7 separate regions of the Mus musculus genome follow, and regions 1, 2, 3, 5, 6 and 7 are each linked to region 4. A link is a contact called in public Hi-C, HiChIP or PLAC-seq and promoter capture Hi-C data. All regions are on one chromosome and are shown on one strand. The core of a region is the stretch at or near the end of the contact, and the rest is flanking DNA. Distances in the headings are between cores, read along the strand shown. Region 1 holds the start of Lrrc3 (leucine rich repeat containing 3). Region 2 holds the start of Ube2g2 (ubiquitin-conjugating enzyme E2G 2). Region 3 holds the start of Prmt2 (protein arginine N-methyltransferase 2). Region 4 holds the start of Slc19a1 (solute carrier family 19 (folate transporter), member 1). Region 5 holds the start of Dip2a (disco interacting protein 2 homolog A). Region 6 holds the start of Cfap410 (cilia and flagella associated protein 410). Region 7 overlaps Pcnt (pericentrin (kendrin)).

Evidence for each region. Promoter capture Hi-C pulls out the DNA fragments that hold promoters and counts their contacts. Hi-C and Micro-C count contacts between places; a contact is called where the count stands out from the background. HiChIP or PLAC-seq counts read pairs in DNA pulled down with a chosen protein or histone mark.
Region 1: a promoter capture Hi-C map of liver shows a contact between it and region 4, with 3 times the contacts expected there. The contact joins the promoter of Lrrc3 here to the promoter of Slc19a1 in region 4. A contact is called at or near these places in 3 of 39 promoter capture datasets (liver and pre-B cells), 1 of 484 Hi-C or Micro-C datasets (embryonic stem cells) and 1 of 115 datasets of contacts at active chromatin or transcription factors (microglia).
Region 2: a promoter capture Hi-C map of pre-B cells shows a contact between it and region 4, with 2.1 times the contacts expected there. The contact joins the promoter of Ube2g2 here to the promoter of Slc19a1 in region 4. A contact is called at or near these places in 1 of 39 promoter capture datasets (pre-B cells) and 1 of 484 Hi-C or Micro-C datasets (the G1E-ER4 cell line).
Region 3: a contact with region 4 is called in a promoter capture Hi-C map of hematopoietic stem and progenitor cells, with 3 times the contacts expected there. The contact joins the promoter of Prmt2 here to the promoter of Slc19a1 in region 4. A contact is called at or near these places in 8 of 39 promoter capture datasets (the 3T3-L1 cell line, hematopoietic stem and progenitor cells, hippocampal neurons and 4 more), 2 of 484 Hi-C or Micro-C datasets (CD4 T cells and CD8 T cells), 1 of 115 datasets of contacts at active chromatin or transcription factors (astrocytes) and 1 of 9 other capture datasets (embryonic stem cells).
Region 5: a contact with region 4 is called in a promoter capture Hi-C map of liver, with 4 times the contacts expected there. The contact joins the promoter of Dip2a here to the promoter of Slc19a1 in region 4. A contact is called at or near these places in 8 of 39 promoter capture datasets (HPC-7-derived erythroid cells, cranial neural crest, hematopoietic stem and progenitor cells and 4 more), 1 of 484 Hi-C or Micro-C datasets (reprogramming fibroblasts) and 1 of 115 datasets of contacts at active chromatin or transcription factors (memory CD8 T cells).
Region 6: a contact with region 4 is called in a Hi-C map of CD4 T cells, with 10 times the contacts expected there. The contact joins the promoter of Cfap410 here to the promoter of Slc19a1 in region 4. A contact is called at or near these places in 1 of 39 promoter capture datasets (pre-B cells) and 1 of 484 Hi-C or Micro-C datasets (CD4 T cells).
Region 7: a contact with region 4 is called in an H3K27ac HiChIP or PLAC-seq map of embryonic stem cells, with 7 times the contacts expected there. The contact joins the enhancer-like site here to the promoter of Slc19a1 in region 4. A contact is called at or near these places in 8 of 39 promoter capture datasets (cranial neural crest, embryonic stem cells, frontonasal cranial neural crest and 4 more), 1 of 484 Hi-C or Micro-C datasets (CD4 T cells), 3 of 115 datasets of contacts at active chromatin or transcription factors (embryonic stem cells and memory CD8 T cells) and 1 of 9 other capture datasets (embryonic stem cells).

What each region holds. Positions count from the first base shown.
Region 1 is chr10:77,901,264-77,904,243 of GRCm38.p6, reverse strand. Lrrc3 (leucine rich repeat containing 3) reads left to right here and starts at 1,708. Exons shown (of 2, transcript NM_145152.4): 1 at 1,708-1,845; 2 at 2,512-2,980. The coding sequence starts at 2,644.
Region 2 is chr10:77,620,939-77,623,638 of GRCm38.p6, reverse strand. It overlaps Ube2g2 (ubiquitin-conjugating enzyme E2G 2), which reads right to left and starts at 1,318. Exons shown (of 6, transcript NM_019803.3): 1 at 1,223-1,318. The coding sequence starts at 1,265.
Region 3 is chr10:76,236,612-76,239,588 of GRCm38.p6, reverse strand. Prmt2 (protein arginine N-methyltransferase 2) reads left to right here and starts at 1,724. Exons shown (of 11, transcript NM_133182.3): 1 at 1,724-1,839; 2 at 2,768-2,877. The coding sequence starts at 2,824.
Region 4 is chr10:77,031,888-77,034,587 of GRCm38.p6, reverse strand. Slc19a1 (solute carrier family 19 (folate transporter), member 1) reads right to left here and starts at 1,376. Exons shown (of 6, transcript NM_031196.3): 1 at 1,241-1,376.
Region 5 is chr10:76,344,022-76,346,721 of GRCm38.p6, reverse strand. Dip2a (disco interacting protein 2 homolog A) reads left to right here and starts at 1,431. Exons shown (of 38, transcript NM_001081419.2): 1 at 1,431-1,615. The coding sequence starts at 1,525. It overlaps Gm40699 (a long non-coding RNA gene), which reads right to left and starts at 1,427. Exons shown (of 2, transcript XR_871838.2): 1 at 1,148-1,427.
Region 6 is chr10:77,976,987-77,979,994 of GRCm38.p6, reverse strand. It overlaps Cfap410 (cilia and flagella associated protein 410), which reads right to left and starts at 1,345. Exons shown (of 7, transcript NM_026431.2): 1 at 1,214-1,345; 2 at 224-242. The coding sequence starts at 1,290.
Region 7 is chr10:76,438,162-76,441,181 of GRCm38.p6, reverse strand. It overlaps Pcnt (pericentrin (kendrin)), which reads left to right. Exons shown (of 42, transcript NM_008787.3): 2 at 827-1,039. Among named protein-coding and RNA genes, the nearest start is that of Pcnt, 3.2 kb to the left of the region's middle. Within about 2 kb of position 1,506, at least 9 of the 459 cell types and tissues checked have an H3K27ac peak or open chromatin away from gene starts, as enhancers often do. A contact at or near this core is called in embryonic stem cells, where this site is marked.

The sequences.
Region 1 (2,980 bases), core at 459-2,958, 870 kb before region 4:
AGCCACTTCTAACTATATATATATATATATATATAATATATATATATATATATATATATATATATATATTCTCAGCAACTAGAGATGCTCCTCTCAACAACAGACCGAATGAACTGTTTACCATGTCTCACATTACTTACCCAGATCAACTCCAAACCAAGACTCAAACGCAGATCGTTACATCCATAAGACCCTGTGGCTTTTTCCCTAAGACAAAGACAACTTACGTAAGATACCTCAAAATCATTTTCCACCAGAGAAAGAAGATCGCTGAGTTAGATTCTCTCAAAATTAAAAAAAAAAAAAAAAAAGAAGAAGAAGAAGAAAGAAAGAAACCAACTGTGGGGAAAACTGTCAAGAGAATAGAAAGACAGTTCACACAGACCAAGAAACAATATTTACAAATTATGCATCTGATAAGGAGGGTGTTTCCAGAGAACTCTCACAACTCAAAATTAAAGAAAACAAACGACTCATCGAAAAGCAGAGAAACGGAGCAGACAGGAAACAAAGAAGAACACACCATAAGCCTCTGGAGTGACACAGACCCGTATTACAGCTCAAGCCACCGTTCCACACCCAGAGTGTTAGAGCCACGGGCCCACCAGGAGCTGTTGGCTATGTGCCTGTGTTGTCAGTGGGGTGTAATAAGGAGCCTACCCTGCTCCAGACACTGCCATTCAGGGTATGCACCCAAGGCTGCTGCACAACGCTCCCATGGCCCTTCCGTTAGAGTCCCAGATTAAAACCCAGCCGGAGCCGAACAGGTTACAGTATAGAAACTGGCACAGTGGACCTAGGGAGCCACTCAGCGTGGTGAACCACGAAATAAGGAGGCGGAAAGATAAAATGATAGGAGGCCATTTATGGAAGTCGTGGGAAACGCAGACTCCACGGAGGAAGACAGGTGACAAAGGAAGACTGGGGTCCTCCTGAGGCCGGTGGTGATAGGTTCCCGGCTGAGGATCAGGTCCTGCGTCGACGCTCCCATTTGCCTTTCTATGGTGACCTTAGACCTGAGACTTGGGGTGAGGGGCGTCAGTCATGCGGTGGGGCTGCTCAGGGCGGGGCTTGGCCACGTGGCACGCCCACGGACCCTTCCCTTACCAATGCCCTAGAAAGCCGGTACCTAAACCCGCCCACGCCCCTACAGGCCCCGCCCACATCCCGCCCCAGTCAGTGCAGTTTACATATCAGGCCCCGCCCCTCACATAAACCTCGCCCATAACCCTGTGCACCCCTCCTTGGGCTCCCCCCTCGGTGTTCGCCCCGTAGGATTTTATGAACTCTGTTTAGCTCTTTCTTACGCAGGCCCCAGCCCCTACCCAGCCCCTCACCTATCTGACCCTTCCCCTTAAGGCCTTGGCCCTCCTCAAATAGGACCCTCCCCTCCCCAGCCCCTCTTCCCCGCCTCTCGCACGGGACAGCCCTTTAGAGACCCCGCCCCTCAGCACACAGACCACGCCCTTACCTGGCCCCTCCCACCCACAACATGCTAAGCCCCGTCCCCCAAAGCACAGAACACCAAGGTCCCTTACTAGGACCCCTTTTCACCGGCGCCGTCCTTATCGCAAGGCCCCTCTCCACCTATTCCTCCCCTCCCAAAACCCTCTCAAGGCCCCGCCCAACACACAAACCCCGCCCCTCTGGCCTCAGCCCCACCCTGCCCCTCCTCTTGCCGGCCCCTCCCCTATAGCAAAGGCCCCCGCCCCTCCCGCCATGGCTTGCCCGCCTCCCTTCTTTACTGGCCGCTCGGTGGGCACGGGGCGGGTCGCCGCGGCGCCGGGAGGACTCTGGTCAGGCTCCGGGAAGCTCGGAAGGCGCTGAGCAGCGGCGGCCGCTCAGGTAAAGCCCCCATCCGCCCGCGTGGCCTCCCACCCGCGGAGCTCCACTGTCCCTGCTTTGCCGCCCTGCTCTCTGCTGCCGCTCCCTGCCCAGCCGGGCCGCACGCAGGGGGCTGCTTTTTCTCTCCGGTGTCTCCAGCGCCTCAGGCATGAAGCTTCTGCTTCAGGGTGCGCGGCGAGCTTTATTGATGACCGCGATCTTTAAGGTGTCACAGGTAGCCGAGTGCTTGGGGACAAACTGGTGAACGCGGCCACTTGCCCCGCCCGACCTGGCTCGCACAGATCGAGAGGGAAGACCTCCGCCAGCACGCGCCTAGAGCTGGGGGATGGGGAAGAGATGGATCCTTGGGCCTCCGCCCAGACTTGTGTCCCCAGCTATGGGTGGGTGACCAGAGGCTAGGACAGGGTTCTGTAACTGCCTAGCTAGGGCCAGTCTCCAGCCATCGGTCAGCCCTAGATGTCTTACTTAGCTGGGAGGTGCCTTCTCTGGGTGGCCTTGGGAATCTTCTAGAGTAAGTTACAAAGCAGGTATGTTTGATAGCCCGGAGCCCTGCCTCAAACCTGATATGCCTACGATTCCTTTCCTCCCTGATCCCGTCCTCCCAAATTGAATTGAAATGTGCAGTGGCGGTCACCCTCAGCTCCCTTTCCTCTTTTTTTCTTGTAGAACTGAGATCACTAGGCTCTTCAGCAGGCGAAGACACAAGAGTTTGTGTTGGATGACTGCCTGCAACGTGAGGAAGGACAGTCGCTTGCACATCCCAGTGGAGAAGAGCTACCTGGGTCAGGTGGAGGCAACATGGGCCCCAGGGGCAGGCAGAGCCCCTCAGCCACACTGGCCCCCTCCCAGGGGTCTTGCTTCTTCATCCTCTTCTGCTTACGGTTAGGTGCCTCCTGCCCACAGGCCTGCCAGTGCCCTGACCATGCTGGGGCCGTGGCTGTCCATTGCAGCTCAAGAGGGCTGCAGGAGATCCCTAGGGACATCCCAGCCGACACGGTGCTTCTGAAACTAGACGCCAACAGAATCTCCCGAGTCCCCAATGGAGCCTTCCAACACCTGCCTCAGCTGAGGGAGCTGGACCTGTCCCATAATGCCATTGAGGCCATTGGGCCAGCAGCCTTCTCAGGTCTGGCTG
Region 2 (2,700 bases), core at 69-2,568, 590 kb before region 4:
TCTAATTCAACCTGGATGTTCCTGTTGAATCTACCTAATACTAGAGTACATGGTCTTAAACAGAGGACAAACCTTTTATACCATAAAGGAAGAAAAACACTCAGTGGGACTTTTATTGAATTCACAAGGACACGGAAAAAACCTCCCTCCCTCCCTCGCTCCTCGTGCTTTGTACTGCTGGATGCATTTCCATCACTGCTGCCACAGGCTTAAACAATATCCATTGATGACCTCATGGTTTCCATGTGGGCTTGGGCCCAGCCGAGACAGCTGGTTGTTTCAGGGCTGCAACCCAAGTCCATTCAAGTCGCTGGCACAACTCAGTTCCGTATGGCTGTAACACTGGTCCCAGACTAGCTGTCAGCCTGGGGCCACCCTTAGCTCCCTGCCCTTTTTTTTCCTCTTCCAAGAAGCCACAGCAGGTGGAGTCCTTCTCCTCTGTGAACCCCCTGAGCCCCTCGCCAGCCTTCCTATTTTAGAGTTCCCTCTTTAACCAAATTCCTTCTCTCTCTCACACGGAGATGATTCACAACCTTAACTTCAAATTAAGTGACAATACGTTTTGTCTGACGTACGAGTAGAGGCTTTTTGTGGCGGATAAGTTTTTCTCTAATGTGAATACCCTTGGGTAGAAGTGGTCAAAACTTAAACCCCTGTCCCGGAGCTTAAATGCTGTTCCCTCTTTTTTAGATAAAGGGGATGTGTCTCAATCTAGACACAGAGCTGAAAAAGTAAAACAGAGAGAAAAACAGATCCGGATCCAAGGAAACTGTCCGGAGCCCGTGTCCGAGAAACTTTGGTTTTCCCCAGCAACTCGCACCTGCGGCGTGGCCGGGGGTTTGAGGCGTTATCTTGTTTATTTTTAACTTTCTCCCCCAACTCCCCTCGACGGCTCGACCACCTTACGGGGATTACCCGGTACTCGCCCCGCAGCATCAACTGTCGGGAGGGCAGATGCGCAGCACACAGGGGCTTAGGGACCAGACCCGGGTGGCAGGGCCACGGCGGCGCTGCCCCGGCCGGCTTCTGAGCCCAGGGCCAGCCCCGCTGCCGCTGGCTGGGGTGCGCAGGTGACGGCGACAGCCTGGCCTTTTATCCGCACGCGGAATCTCGCAGCCCGGCCCAGTACCCCCGCACCGCACCGCACCGAGCCGAGCCATGCCGGGCCACGCCGCGGGCGACTATGGGGAAGAGGACAGGAAGGCGGCGCCGCCTGACTCACGCTTATACTCGGCCATCAGCCTCTTCAACGCCGTCCCCGCCATACCGCGGAACCTGCGTTCAGCAGCCTCGCCACATCCGCGCCGGTCCCGCCCGCCCGCTCCGACGCCCACGACTGCTTCCGGGTCGCGGGCTCCGGGCGCAAATGCATCCGGGGCGCGCGCGGGTGACGTGGCGCACCCGGGTGCTTCAGACAGGCTCGCTGGGGTTCGCCTCGCGCTCCCCGGGTAATGGCCCGGGTCGACGGAGCTCGGCTTCCAGAATCTTCTCGGCCGGCCACACCCTCAGCATTGAAGGTTTCCTACGCCGCCGTGAGGCTTTGCGCAGCTCGCCCTGCGGCCCTTTAGTCTTGAAAAATAGTGCGAGAGCTAATGGCTCATCATGGATTGTTCCTGAATGAGACTCATGTCCTTGCGCTTGGGCTCGCCCCTCAGAAGTGGCTGTCCAGATCGTGAAACTTTCCCCTTGTAGGCATGAATGTCCTAGAACTCATTATTTAGCCCAGGCCGGCCTCGAATTCACAGAGATGCCACCTGCCTACCTCTGTCTCCCAAGTGCCACTACACCTGGTTTTTGAGGCCCAGGTGATTTGAGATGACACTTCTAGCAAGAGAAAGAGTACCTTGGTTTCACAAAGGAAGGATAAAGTTCCCGGGCCATATCCCATCCTCTCTGGCCAAAAAAACTCAGACTCTGCCAAGTAAGCTGTACTTCCTCATCATACGGAACTGCCAGATAGATGCTTGGTATTTTCTTAGGTGCACCACTGCCTTCGCTAAGTGGACATGAGGGATACAGCTCGGGACGTGGCTCTCCGAAAAAAGGGGCTTTCAGGACTAGGTGTAGGGACAAAGAGAAAGTTCCTGCTGGGACCCTGAGTATAAGAAGCTGAACTCAAAAGATTTGAGGCATTAGATTCATCACATTTGTCGTTTTAAAAAAGAATATTAAGGGGGCTGAAGAGATGGCTCAGCGGTTAAGAGCACTGACTGCTCTTCTGGAGGTCCTGAGTTCAAATCCCAACAACCACATGGTGGCTCACAACCATTTGTCACGAGATCTAATTCCCTCTTCTGGTGTCTGAAGACAGCTACAGTGTACTTACATACAATAAATAAATCTTTTAAAAAAATATATTAGAGCCAGGCAGTGGTGGTGCACACCTTTAATCCCAGCACTTGGGAGGCAGAGGCAGGCCGATTTCTGAGTTCGAGACCAGCCTGGTCAACTGAGTGAGTTCCAGGACAGCCAGGGCTACACAGAGAAACCCTATCTTGAGAAAGAAAAAAAATATTAGGATGCTACTCCAATTACATGTAAGGTTAAAAAAAAAAAAAATCCCACACGCATAACCCTCCCAAGCATGCCCCACCCACAAGTCAAAAGGAGGCCTCGAGGACACACTGCTCCTCCTGCTGTTGCCTGTAGAAGCATAAGTTAGTCTAACACATCCAAATGATGTGGCAGCCCCGATTCCCT
Region 3 (2,977 bases), core at 475-2,974, 800 kb after region 4:
AGGGCATCAGAGCCCCTGGAACTGGAATTACAGGTGCTTGTGAGCTGCCTAATCTAGATGTTGGGAATTCAATTCCAGTCCACTGTAAGCGCCCAAATGCTCTTAGCCACTGAGACAAATCTGCAGGCATCACACTCCACTTTTTACAAAAAGAATTTTCTTTTTCTGGTTATTTGAGACAGGGTTTCTCTGGCTATCCTGGAACTCAACCTGTAGACCAAGCTGGTCTTGAACTCTGAGATCCGTCTGCCTCGGCCTCCCAAGTGCAGTGAGTCCCCTGGAGCTGGAAGTTACAGGTGGTTTGTGAGCAACCTAACATAGGTGCTGGGAACCAAACTTGGGTCTTCTACAAAAACAGTAACTGCTCTTAACTGCTAAGCCACCTCCAGCCCTTACAAAGCCACATTCTTTATTCAGCCACCACAGGTACCCTTTCCTATGTTAGGTTAGCAAGGGTGGATCCTAGTGCCTGGAGCCTGAGCTTCGTGGCACCAGCAGGCTTTCAAGAATAGGTCTCAGGCCTGCCACACTGGGGGCTCTGAGGACAGTTTTTTCTGCCTTGGAAGATTGTGGGAAACTCTTTTCAACCTGTGGCATCCTGGCTCAGAGCTTCAGCCCTCTTCATCTGGTGGAAATGGAAAACTGGGCAGATTTAAAAAAAGGACCAGGTCCTCACACAGACAGACCCATCCCTTGGCTGCAGTTCATTGTGCGACTCCACTGAACCGATGGACTGAAGGCACAACAGGTGTGGTTTGCACAAGCCTTGCAAGCCCTGAGATGCCTCACAGCAGGTTTGGAATGATTGATTATGTTATGAGCTGTGGTGTTTCTACTGCACGAACCGAAGCATGATGGTTTAATTATAGAAAACAAAGAATTTTAATATTTCCCTATCATTCCTCAGCATGTATTAGAGTGTCTAGATTATATTGGACAAACGCATCCACCTAATTAGTATGCAAATCTGCTTTTGTCTCTAGTCAGTGGTAAAATTGTGTGTATGCCGAGTTTTACAATAAATTCTTTTCTGATTCACTTATCAGTAAATGTTTGATTCGTATGCCTATTTTAGATACCTAGAGTCGCTGAAAAACTTTCTGAGTAGGATGGGATTGCTAGTGGAGAAAGCTTAAGAAACCTTGCTTAGGGTCACCTGATGTCAGTGTCATTGCTCCTCCGCCCCCAACCCCTTCAGCACAGGATCTTCAGGACTTGGGGTCTCTGGTGTGTTTCGTGTCTCAGTAGCTATGTTGGTTCCACGATCAAAACTTAGTCCAAGATACTGTAGGGGGGTCCCATTCTGCAGAAGCTGATTCAGATCAAAACTAGGTTATTAAGCATTCGGAGAAGGGCATCAAACACACCGGCAGTCCCAGGTACACTCAGGACAGCGCTAGTACGCACTCCTGCTTCAGCCTGCCAATTGTTGCCTCGGTTCGAATCCGCTGGGGGCGCGGTCTACACCACCTGTGGCCTCCAACCCGGAGTCCAGTCTTCCCACAGATCTCCCGGTAAGTCGATCCTTACACTTTCTCACCTGCGTCTTGCAGCCTTAAGGCCCAATGCGACCGGCCGGAAGCAGGGACAGAAAATGCGCTTGCGCTGAGTGACAAGCTCTTAGAGAAAACCCCTGTCTCAAGACTATCTACAGCTACCAGCACCGAGTTTATACACACTGCGCTTGCGCAGGACACCCAGGCCTGGGCGGGGCGTGCTCTTCGGCCAGCTGGAGTGCTCCGCGCTTGCGCAGGTCCAGGGCGGCGGCTCAGGCTTCGGGTGGGCATCGTCTGTTCCTTTCTGGTATAGCCTAGAATTCAGCGGAGAAACGCGGCTGAGGTAGGTTTCTTAATGGACAGCTTAGACATCTGGATCGCAAGTGAGGCAGGGCAAGCTAGGCAAAAGGTCTTCCCTGTGCATGTCTCCAGCGCACTGAGGCCTCCGCCCCCTCTGGAGGCTTTAGAGTGCCCTCTCGAAGGTTCTATTCCAGCTACCCCCTCCCCTTTTCTCAGCACCGTCCGCCCTCTTCGCTCTCCTTTCGCTGCACCTCTCAATTCCCCCTGCGCACCTCCGCTGGCTCTTAGAGCCACGCCCTTCCAGGACCACGCCCACCTGCCTTCTGTATCCCGAGCCACATCCCCCATGCCTCTATATTCTTGGCCTCTATGGCCTCATCTGCTTGGCCTGGAGAACCCTCCAATTCATTGTCTTTCTTCCTCCGGGCACCCTCCCAGGCTTTTCACTGAAAATATAATTGTAAATAATTTGTGATTCTAATTATTACGAAGTAAGTATGAAGTCCAGATCTGGACGCACAACAGGCGTTTAAACAAAGAATCGATGTAATCTCAGAGCCAGTTAGGGTTACATTGCCCCTGGGGGTAAAAAAATAGAATTAAAGAACAGGAGGGTGTCGGGCATGGGGATTTCAGTTCTGCCTGTGGGTTAGGTCAAGTACTGGGCAAGGTGTTTTAATTTGAGTTTAAGCTATTAAGTGTTCCTAAAAAAAATGATACTGATTTATTCTAAGTAAAAAGAGGCTTCATAAATATCTCTTAAAAAAGGAGACTTCAGAGGAATAAATCTAGCATATTAAAGGAAGCACACAGCATTTGGATTTTTTAATTTAAAAAGCCCTCTAATGAATTGTGATGATAAAACGCCAATCCTGTTCCATTCTTAACACATACAGTAAACTGTAGCCGTGAAATGAGATTACTGACCAGGCAGTGTAACACTTTGTGCTTCTCTCTCTTCTTTCAAGTAGGCATGGGAGAGAAACTGAAGTAAAGCCCCAGTTATGAGACATGATCATATTGAACTATGGAGGCACCAGGAGAAGGTCCCTGCAGCGAGTCACAGGTCATCCCGGTTCTGGTACGTAAGAGCCACGTGTAATGATCATACAGAGGAACAGTACCAGCTTACAGGGGTGATGTCACTCTCCTTGTCTCTCAAGGTCCTGGCTCACAGGAGG
Region 4 (2,700 bases), core at 127-2,626:
CCCGTGTGAGAGATGGGGGTAGGGGTGGAGGTGGGTAAGAAGTGTGGAATACAACTGTTCACAAACTTCTTTCCAAGGCCCACTTTCTTTTTATCTTGAAACAGGAAGGTTCCTTTTAATTAAGGAAGGGGGGAAAACAAACGCCAATGCCCTTCTCCCATTGTGGTGGCTGAGTGTTGACTGTATCTTTGCCACTGGCTCAAATGCCCAGAATCAATCTCTTTCCTCAGCCCCAGTGCCTTGTTGGAAGGCACACATCCGGCTCCCTAGCCCGGAGAATGTGTCAGGCTCTGCAAAGTCAGAGGCTCTGTGCCCTGCTGAGTCCATCTGAGCAGCTCCCGGAGTCCTTGAGTCTCACTGGGAGGAGGCTACTTCTTAACAGTCAGGCAAGCAAGTCTAAGGATTTAGTCTATCCTCTCCACTGAGAGAAGGCCCACAAACATCTTCTAGCCCCCTGAGGTTCCGACCAACATCGTGAAGACAGGGAAGTTAGGATGGGAACACTCACCGGGTGAGGAGTCACGTCAATATGGTTTATTCCTAGGCTATTAGCCAAGTCTAGTATCCCTGTCACAGAGATGCTGGAAGTACAGAAAAGACTGGCTACTACAGGCAGCCTGTACAAGCTGCAGATTCCACCTGTTCCAAAGGGAAGTTGTTAACAGTTGTCAGGGTGCCTACAACCTCTGAGCTAAACAATGAGCCTTGGAGGCGCGCCACGTCCAGGGCGTGGGCAGTGGGGTTTCCTTGCAGGCAACACGTGCTCTAAAGTCGCTGGGGCAGGCGCACGTGGTGATTCCTGACCTGAGGAAGATACTTTGAAAGCAAAAGAACTCCGTTCCAGAGGAATGACAAGGAGAGAAATGGCGCTCAAAGGTCCCACTAGGCAGCCTGGGGATTTATCCTCCCGACGGTTCTGCAACCATGAGCCCAGGATGCGGGCCAGCACTCAGACTCTTGCCCCGAGGCTCGTAACGCTGAGGTCCTCACCTATACTCTGTATTCACAGAAGGACCCTGACACCCCACAGATACTAGCCCGTGTCCCACACCTATCCTACTGCCCCTATGCATCCCAAAGACTTCTGCTTGTCTTCCACCCAGCAGACCCCGCATGCGCCTTCCGCACGCTACAAACCCTGCCTGGAGCTTTGTAGTCGCGCCAAGGACTCCGCGGTCCTCTGTAGTGGAGAATTCAGCCCGCTTTCGTCTTCAGGACACCGGAAGGAACAGAACCGTACCTTGCACTACCCCGTGGCTCCCCAGGCACGCATAGAATGGATTCCTAGCTCTGCGTCCCACAGGCCTGTGGCTGATTCAACGCGCACACGCAGACTACAACACCCAAAAACCCGCGCGTAGGCTCAAGGGCCGCATGGAGAGGCGTGGTTACCTGACTGACCACGCCCCGAAGGAGTGGCCAGCGTGGTAGACAGGAGGCGCAGCCGCAGAACTTCCAGGAGGCGGGGCAAACACCTGGCTACACCCGCAGCTACTTCCACAGGGGGTTCATGCACGCGCCCTCTACACTTGGAGATTTACTACCGGGTGGGTCTTGTGGTTCCCTGAGGAGCGGACGACCGGTGGCGCGTCTGCTAGCCTGTGCCCTAAGAACCTACATCTCTAGACTCCAGGCCCCCTTCAGTACGCTCGCCCAGTGTTCGGGCTCCTGTGCTTCCTCCTCAAGCCGACCCTCTCTGTCCGCCTCTCCAATAAGTCCCTTCTTCCCCGCCCCCTTCCATCCCGTCTCCTCTTCACCCAACCCCTGGGCCCCGCAGCCCGCCTGAGCCCCTTTACGAGCCCCCTACCCGTCCAGCGCTTGACCGGGTCTCAGCTCACAGCAGATTGCTTGATCTGATCGAGCACAGAGGTGACCGCCCGGCCTAAGACCAAGCAAGGCCCCTCCCCGGGTCCGCCCCTGACCCCTGCTGGCCTGCAGAAGTCTGCGCTGGCTCTGTCCGGCTCCTCTTGAGACGAGCGCCCCGCGACCACCTGCTAAAGCATTCCAGGCACCAAGGCATTGACCGCTAGATATAGACTGCACCAGCTGTGCACGCCCTTCGTTTGGGTATCAGCGTCTTTAGGTTCCAAGGGCACCGACGGATTGCGCTGAGCTATGCATGGAGACCCCCTACACACACACACACACACACACACACACACACACACACACACAAAACCTTACTCACCTTGTATCAACCTACTTGACTGTTAACAGGGACAGAAGTCTGGCCTAAGCGTTTTAGGCCCCACCCCACCCTCCTTCACCACCAATCCCCCAATCTTTCAAACTCTCACCCCAGCAGGGATGTTCAGCTGATGCTCAGCAGGTGGAGGCTGCTAGCAGCCTGAGGTGGGTTGGGAGAGGGCGGGGCTCCCTGAAACCAGCCTCTTTCCTCCTGATGGGTTTTGGCGGAGTACTTGCGAGGGCAGCAAAGTAGAACGAATGGAGAGGGGCATGGGTCCAAAGAGGAATGGCCGACCAGCAACTCTGGTTTAATAGATTCCCAAGGTGGTGGGGTGCCGGGAGGTTAGACTATAGGTATGGTCATCTATACGAATGGGGTCCCAGGTGTGAGAACCCAGTCTCCACACCAGCACGGCTCCTCCCCAGCCCATGGGGGCCACACCCCTCTGGACTTGGGCCTTCTTGGTACATGCAAAGGTGCTGGCCACCTAGTTGCTATACAAGGGAATCAGG
Region 5 (2,700 bases), core at 182-2,681, 690 kb after region 4:
CTCTAAAGTGTTGTTAAATGCTGCTTAAAACGTTTTGTGTTGAATTTTTAAGTCTTTATTGTAAACACTTTTTTGTTCCGACGTCAATAAATAAAAATTCAGCTCTTTGAAGGACAAGGACATCATTCCCTTCCTGATTCCTGGCAGCCTAGAGTGAGGGACTGTCAGCTAAGCAGCTCCTTCCCCAGCAACCTGCTGGAATGCCTTCAAGTCTGGCTGTTTTCCGTACTTTACAGTCAATGTGAAAATACTCCAGCAGCAAGCTAATCTACTACAATTGAATCCAGGAGACCTGGTCCAGGAAACCTTGCTCTGGCCACACCCACTCCAGACAGTGCACCCGCCTCGAAAGGCGAAGCCCAGATGCTTTTTTTTTTCTCGACCAGTAAACTTTCGGCAGCTATTATTCATTCAAGAGGACAGGGAACACTTCCTTAGAAGAAACCATTGATCAGAGAAACGTGAGAAGTGTTGACCAGCTTTCATGCAAAGCTTGTGACTGCTTCCTATATAAACCTGTGACCTGCGGAAATAAATAGTCCCTCGTTTGCATACCACACCTCCTGCCTGTATAACCAGATTAGTCAGCTCAAATCAGATGTTTTAAAATCAGTTGGGGACACCTTCCTATGCTGTTCCTTGTGGATGTAATATTAGGCTCACTGAAAGCCTCCAAAATGGTCTTTTTTGTTGCCTACCTGGGATTTTTAATATATGTAGACAGTGGCAAGAGGGTGGCTAATGAGTAGTAGAAATAAAATTGTGTGTGTGTGCGTGTGTGTGTGTGTATATATATGTATGTAAGTATGTATGTATGTATGTATATACATGTTTATACGTATATGTGTATATATACCGCCACTCTGAGAATAGCTCCTTCAAAAATCCCACTAAGGTTTCCAACATGTCAGATCTATGCTTCCATGCCCCAAGGACATCTCAAGGACTGAGACACTGCCAGAGCTCCTTCTTGGTCAATGTCAGAGTGCTTCCAGGGTTATTGTGAAAGGGAATAAGCAAACACACTTTAAGGGCGGCAGAAAACCCGCCAGAGTTAGCTGATACCATAGCAGGAACGCGGACAGAATTAAGCGTGCCAGCAGGGCTCCTGAGGAAGAAGAAGGTGGGGATCCCGGAGGAGGGTCACCTGGGCGACATTGAAGTCCGTTCGGTGGGGTCGCACGTCTCCCGAGGCGCCTCTGTCCAGCTCTCCCGCCCGCCGCTCCTCTCGCACCCCGAAGCGGAGTAAAGCTCCGGGCTGCTCCGGCGTGTCTTATTGGCCAATGGAACCGAGCCTTTAAAGTTGCTGGGCGGGGCCGGCCCGGCGTACCCGCGCAAGCGTTGCCCCGCCCCTCAGCCGCGCACGCGCGTCCCCAGCGCGCTCCCGGAGCCGGAGCCAGCCGCGCTCGCGCCCGTGCCCGCGCCCCTGCGAAGCAGCCCCGGCCGCGCCCCGCCCGCTGCCGGCTGCGGGCGGCCGCTGCGGGTCTGCAGGCCCCGGTTGGGGGAACGCCTGAGCCACCGGCCATGGCCGACCGCGGATGCCCTCTGGAGGCGGCGCCGCTGCCCGCCGAGGTGCTCGAGAGCCTGGCGGAGCTGGAGCTGGAGCTGTCCGAAGGTGAGCCGCGGGTTCCCCCCACCCCCCACCCCGCCAGGGACCCTCGCCCGAGACCCCGCCCAGGGACCTCCGGGAGCGTCACCCCCGGAACCTGCGGGTACCCTCATACGGGATCCCCGCCGGCCTCTCCTCGGCATCCCTGTCTGGGCCGCTCGCCGGAGAGCCCGCCAGCTTCTGCAGACTGGCGGGTGCCCGGCCTCCGAAGGACACCGGGAGGGACTGGCTTGGGAGGTGGGCCTAGGCGCACTCTTGCTGCCCGACCGTCAAGGCCACGGTCCAGGTCCGGGCTTCCAGCGTGTGCCCTGCAGCCTGTCGGCCAGCAGGAAGCCCGGGATGCAGAAGCCGAGCCCCACCCCTGGAACCTCAGACTGCCTCGTGAGCCTCAGTTTCCTCATCTAGAAAACGAAGCAAAAGTACACTTGCGCCTTGTGGATTATGAGGCTGAAGTGCATTAACCTATAAACATGTAAAACGTGTTTAACACTTAAAAGGTTTATTCCTTTACGGAATTTTGATACAATTACACTGGGGGAGGAGGTGGGGGACAGGCAAGGGTCACGGTGCCTGCGTGGGGAGGTCAGAGGTCAGCTTGCACGGAGCTGGGAGCTGGTGCTCTCCTTCCACCTTGTGAGTTCTGGGAATGAACTCAGGTTGTCAGATTAGAGGGCAAGTGCTCGCCGGGCCAACCCGACAGCCCTCTCTAGGTGAGGATTTTTAAAAAGTTAAAAAGTCAAATAAGTGGTTGTTAGAAACAGACTAGGGAAATAATAGAACTCCAGAGATGGGAGTGGCGCCCTCAATTTGGACGCCTGGGAAAAGAGTTCTGTTCTCCATAAACTGACCTCCAACCCTGGTGGAAAAGCATCTGTGCTTGTTAACTCTGCTTTTGAGACTTAAATGCAATTAGAACTTGTTAGAATCCATCACCCCCCCACCCCACCCCATTTAGATTGTTAAGCTTTGCTGTGGTAGGTTTAGTGAGTTTTTGAGAATTCTCTTTTTCTTTTTAAATATATGCATTTCCCCTGCATGTTTGTCTGTATATCTTATGCGTGCCTGGTGTTCCCTGGAGGCCAGAATTGGGT
Region 6 (3,008 bases), core at 96-2,595, 950 kb before region 4:
CGCCTCCTGAAGCTGAGGAAGGCCATGCAGAGTGCCCCTGTTGATGTCCTTGAGGGAAATCACCACCAGGGACTCCTCTCAAGGCAGAGCTTTGACTCTGTTTTCCTCTGTGCAGGTCTAGCAAGTGACACGGCACTGAGCTGAAGATCACAGTTCTGTAACTTTAGCTATTCTTCTGGGGGAAGGGGCATCCGGAAGAAGATACAATCAAGGCAGAGCTTACATCTGTGAGCTGGCTGCCCCTGGAGAAGAAAAGAAATAGACTTTAATTTGTTGAATGAAAATATTTTAAAAATCCCCAAAGAAATGGCAATTGTCTATAAATCTAAAGATTCTACATTCGGAACAGTAAGGAAGGCTGGTTGCCCAAATAAGGGTGAGGTTGGTTTCTGCCAATACTCCCTGCTTGGTGCATGGGGGTACACAGTTTTCTCCTCTCAGGCTCCCATAGCAGAAAGCTCTTTCCAGTCACACACATAAACAAAGGGATCTTCATAAGAGGCCAAGCTCAAAGGCCGGTCATGCAACTTCTGAAGCAAACTTCACGGGCCTGCAATGTGTGTTGTTTCTGCTTGCACAGAGGAAGCCCTGATGTGCTCGCTGGCTCGACAAAGAAAGGCATTATTGAAAACCCAGGACAGGGAGGACTGTGGCCCCAACACCAGATGTGCCAGGGCAGGGAAAGGCTTTTAATTAACAAAGCTCACTCTTTCCAGTAGCCCACTGACCATTACTAGAAGCAGGGGTCTGCACTTGCTCTGCCACTGCTAAATGCTCTGGCCACAGCATCCCACCCCAGTCCCCAGAGACACCTGTAGCTCTTCCACACGCCAGATACAAACTCCTCCAGAAGCCCGGGGCTTTCAGTATTAGTGTGACTCAGCCATGCAACTTAGAGTGCATCCATATAATAGCATCTAAGGTCTAGGCTGTCACTCATACCAGGTCACCCTCTCCAGCACCGGATCATGACTTTACAACCTCAGTCTCTCCCTGTAGACATGCCACTAAGCACCTCTGTCTTCAGATACCAGACACAGACACAGAGGGTTAGCGAAAAGCCCTCAGCAACACTAGAGGGAAATTCTAGTTATCCTGCGAGGGCCGCACTCCTCTGAAGCACTGGCCTCAGAGTGAGCCTGCAACCTAGCTAGCCTGGGGTAGCAGGCGCTCAGCGCGGCCTCTGCTTCCTCCCGCTCCTGGCCGGCCTCACCAGCAGTTGAGCTTCCGCACGTTGTGCAGCTCCGAAGCCTTGGCTCGGGACAGGACCATCTTTCGTGTCAGCTTCATGGTGGCCACAGGGCCGCGGGCCCGGCCGCCCTCCGCTGTACACTCGGCTAGCGGGAGAGGCCTGCGCAGCGGCGCGTCTCCAGGGGCGGGGCCCGCGTTTCTAGGGGCGGAGCCTGAGGTCCCATTGGCAGTCAGGCGAGAGGGCGGAAGCGCGCCGGCGAAGCGGGACGGCCCGACTTCCGTGATACGCGATTCCGCCCCGCCCCTTTGGCGGCCCGCCGGTCCTGCGCATGCACGAGGCTCCGGGCTTTGCTGCCTGGGGACCGCTGGTCTCTGCATCCCGTGTTTGCGTGCGCGGGAAGGGCGGCCCTTAGGATTCCAGTGTGCAAGAGTCTGAGATGGGCTGGCTTGGGTGAGAAAGGCGCCGGTGTGTGAGGGACTCGGGACGCCTGGCTGGTCTCGGAGACATCGAGGACAGAAAAGGTCGAGTCGGGAAGGGTGACAGAGTCCTCGTAGTGGATGCCAGCAGAAACCCTCCTGGCATGCTTGCTCCGGATCCTAATCCCTGCCATGGCCCTGGTCACCACTGAGCCCTCACCCATTTCTGCTTGACCCCAAATCGGGGATTTGTGTTACATAACAGCTAATCCACAACCAGACGATGACTGACACTTGTAATTGATGCACTCAGAGGCTGAGGCAGGAGGATTGCCTGAGCCAGTTTCTGGCAAGACTGGCTCATACAGACATTATCTCAAAAGACAAAGCCGAGTAGTGGGGGCTTGGGGAGGGACTGAAGAAACAGTTAAGAGCGCTGGCTGCTTTTCCAGGGCACTCATATGGCCGGATCACAACCTTATGTAACTCTAGTTCCAGGGGACTCAATGCCCCTCTTTTGGCCTCCTTGCGCACCAGACAGGTCACTTGGGTTGCACACACATGCAAGCATAACACTCATATGTAGAAAAACAAAACGAACAAAACAAAAACCTTAAAAACAAACAAACAAACAAACAAATAGAAAATAGACGTTATGTTTTTGAAAGTCAGTACTGTGCCTGTGGTTGTCAGTGTGCATTTTAAGTAATCACAAATGAATTTTTGTTTTGTTTTCTTCTGGAGAAAACAGATCTCCAGAAGAAAACAAAACGAAAGATTGTAGGTTGAAATCTTCATATCTTTTTCTATCCTACAGATTACACCGGGACAGGCACTGGGTACTTCAGGCCCTTTAGGTAATAAACTGCCCTTGATGAAGTATTCTAGGGCTCTATTGTCTGTCTGACCACCCTGGTCTGCCTTTACCAAAAACAAGTGAAATGGTTCAGTAGGTAACAGTACTGGACGCACAAACCTAAAAACCATAGTTTGCACCCTGGAACCCACAGTGGAAAGAGAGCGGACGCTGAAGATTTAGCCTCTGGCGGGCCATTCATTACCATCAGGAACAATAAGGCCTGAGCTGAGAGATACAGCTTAGCCACCAGTGTGGTGGGAAGAATTTTATAGGCTCAGTTCAGCCACGTTTAAAGAGGTCTGCTGGCCGCTCCAATGGAGGCCAGAAGGACATGGATGATGGCAAAGGAGCTAAGACTTTGAGGAGTGTTTGACAGGAGGTGGGCATTGCCCACTCTGCCCGTTTGTCCTGGAGAGACCTGTGGTGGAGTTGTAGTATCAAATTGTATTACATTGTGTTACATTGTATCACATTGTATCAAGTGTCAGAGTTGAAGGCGGATGGGGAAGTGTGGAGTTGCTACCCTGTTCAGCTTGGGTTC
Region 7 (3,020 bases), core at 257-2,756, 590 kb after region 4:
CCTCCGCCAACGAAACTGTGCGTTTCTCTTTTCATCAACAGGGGCACATCTGCTTGGGTGGCCTTGGTTGTGATTTGAGGGAATAGATGTCCCCCCACCCCACCCCAGTGAGACGTTGGCACACCAGCGCTTGCCTTTTTGAATAGGGTACGAGGAGGAGATTGTGTGTGAATACAGTCAAAAAGCCTTGTATCTGAGGGACAGAAAGGAGCTACGCTGTGCCTCTGACTGGCAGGCAACATTCTGGGATGCTCCCTAGTGCTTTGCTGCGCTGTGTCAGAAGTAGAGCATCAAGATTCTGCAAAGGAAGATGCTAGATTGACCTGGCTTAATTAAGTTTTTGCTATTTCTGTACCTCGTCTCAGAGTCTATGGCTAAGAAGTTTTGGCTGGGCGATGGATTGCTTCCATTAGGGACGAATGGGGGCAAGAAGGGGATGATCTAGCTTCATGTCATAGTTTTAAGACTTGAATATAGACTTAATTAAGCTCTCAGTGTGTTAAATCGATGCATTTTAAATCTGTTGTAAACTATCCAAGGCTTAGAACAGCCAATCTTTCACCCAGCCATATTGCTTTCTTTTTGCCTGCTTGTAGGCATCATTAATAGCCATTTGTAGACTCCGTGTCATTTTTGAGCTTCATGCCAAGGGCATCGATGTCAGTGAAGGCAGTGTTTTCTGGGAAAGCGGTCGCTCGCCCCCGTGCGGCTGAGTGGTTGGCGCTAGCGCGGACCTCATGCTCCCCACAAGTGTGGTGACCTTGTGGTTTTGTTACTTCTTCCTGGTTTACCTCTGCTTCTACTACTGCTCTCAATTTTTCCGCAGCTTGCTAACTTCCGACAGAGAAAAACAAAAGGTGACTGTCCGAATTCGAAGAAAAAGACGGCGAAGAGGAAGGGTTCGGCTGTCCATGCGTCTGTCCAGGAGGAGGGTTCGGTAGCCACTCCCAACAGCGAGCTCCCCCAAGGAGGGGCGGTCTTTGAAAGCCCATCATGCAGCAACACCCTGGAGGGGACCAGAGGGGCATCTGCAGCTCAGGTAGACTTCCGTATCATTACATTAACGTGTTGTCTAGCTTTTTGTTGCCGTAGTAATGTACTAAAAGGGACCTTCTGATTTCGCCTTTCAAAAAACGGGGAGAGAGGGATTTTCGTTTTAAAAGGTGAGTAGATGGGTTTCCCGTGAATAGATGGCTCCTCCTTACAGCTGACTTTGTTTCTTACTGTGTGTGTCCTGGCGCTCCTGTGGACTTTGATGACTTTGTGGAGAAAGTCCTCTCCTTCCACCATTGTGTAACTTCTGGGAATTGAACCTAAGATGCTTGCTTGGTTTGTGTGGCAGCTGCTTTATCCACAAGCCTGGGGTTTTTTCTTTAATATGATGTTTGAAGAGTTTCCGGGCAGTTGTGTAAAAGAGGAATGTCAGTTTGGTGCTTTGGTAAGGGGACTGAGAGTGCTGTGGGTGTGGTGCATTCTGTTTGACATTCCTTCGTCTGCTTTTGAATGCACCGGTGTGATTGGGGAAGGGAGAAGGTGTGGCAAAAACTGTGTGTGTTGGAAAGAGCTGGTCTCTGGCTGCTTAGTTCTATGAATAGTGGGAGCACCCCACCCCCTGTGCCCCACCAGTGACTCCCTCACCTTCCTGACCCTGCAGACTACTCTTTTTTTTTTAAATGACTTTCTTGCTTATCTTATATATGAGTACACTGTCACTCTCTTCAGACACAGTAGAAAAGAGCATCGGATCCCTGTGAGCCTGGGTTGCTGGGAATTGAACTCGGGACCTCTAGAAGAGCAGTCAGTGCTCTTAACCACTGAGCCATTTCTCCAGCCCTGTAGACTACTCCTAATTGGACTTTCCCGGAACTCTTGTGCGGATTGTAAATAAGGCCTTGAAATCTTGAGGGCCCTTGATATGTGCAGCTGTGGTCAGGAAACTGAAATTTATCTTAACCAGAAAAGAATTTCAAGGGCAAAATTTCACTGAAAGTAATGGTATGTCTTGACTACCCTATCTGAGAAGAAAATATGATCGTTGTCAGTGTACCAGATGGGAGATCTACCTGCAAATTCGGGATTTTGTTTCTCTTGAAAGATGCCGGACGTTACTTTGGTGCCTGCCTCCTTGTGTTCTGGCAAGCTGGAGCTCTCTAGGGGTGCATGCTTGTGCCCGGCTTACCTTCTCTGCTCTGTGTTCTGTGGGCCTGGCTTGGCTGTTAGCTGCCATTCACTGTAATTTCCCCTTAGCATCTCTCAGTGGTCGAGAAACGAGAGGCCATGCCAACCGGCCCCTGCTTAGCTGGCTGGCTGTGCTGCTGTTTTGTGTGTCTCCTCAGGCTCTCTGAGGAGAAGCTCATAATGTATAGTTGTAGTGAGAATTTTGGTTTCATTATAAACACAGAAATGTTGTAAGAATGTTTTGATTTTAATCCCAAGTGTGGGATACGGGGCTGCTTCAGATTGTCTGCAGTAGCTGACTGTGATTTGCCTCGTGCTCTGGCAGGGCTGTGACTTGGCCAACTGCAGATAGTTTTTTTTTTTTTTTTTTTTTTTCTGGTTTTTTGAGACAGGGTTTCTCTATAGCCCTGGCTGTCCTGGAAGACCAGGCTGGCCTCGAACTCAGAAATTCGCCTGCCTCTGCCTCCCGAGTGCTGGGATTAAAGGCATGTGCCACCACGCCGGGCTTCTAGTCACCATTTTGTAACTTGATTTATTATGCTTTTCATTTTAGGATCTCGGGCCCCATCCCCATCCCATCTGGTTCCTTTCTAGTTGGCTTTCTTTAATAAAAACCTCTTTGTGGTTATTCTTTTTCCTTGGGAATATCTAAAATCTTTTTCTTTGCCAGGCGGCAGCACACACCTTTAATCCTTGTATTTCTAAGGCATAGGAAGGTGGATCTTTTTAAATTCAAGGTCAGCTTGGTAAACAGCCGTGGTTCTCTGCCTTCCGAATGCTGGGATCCTTGAATACAGTTTCTCGTGCTGTGCCGATCCCAACCATGCAGTTATTTCATTGCT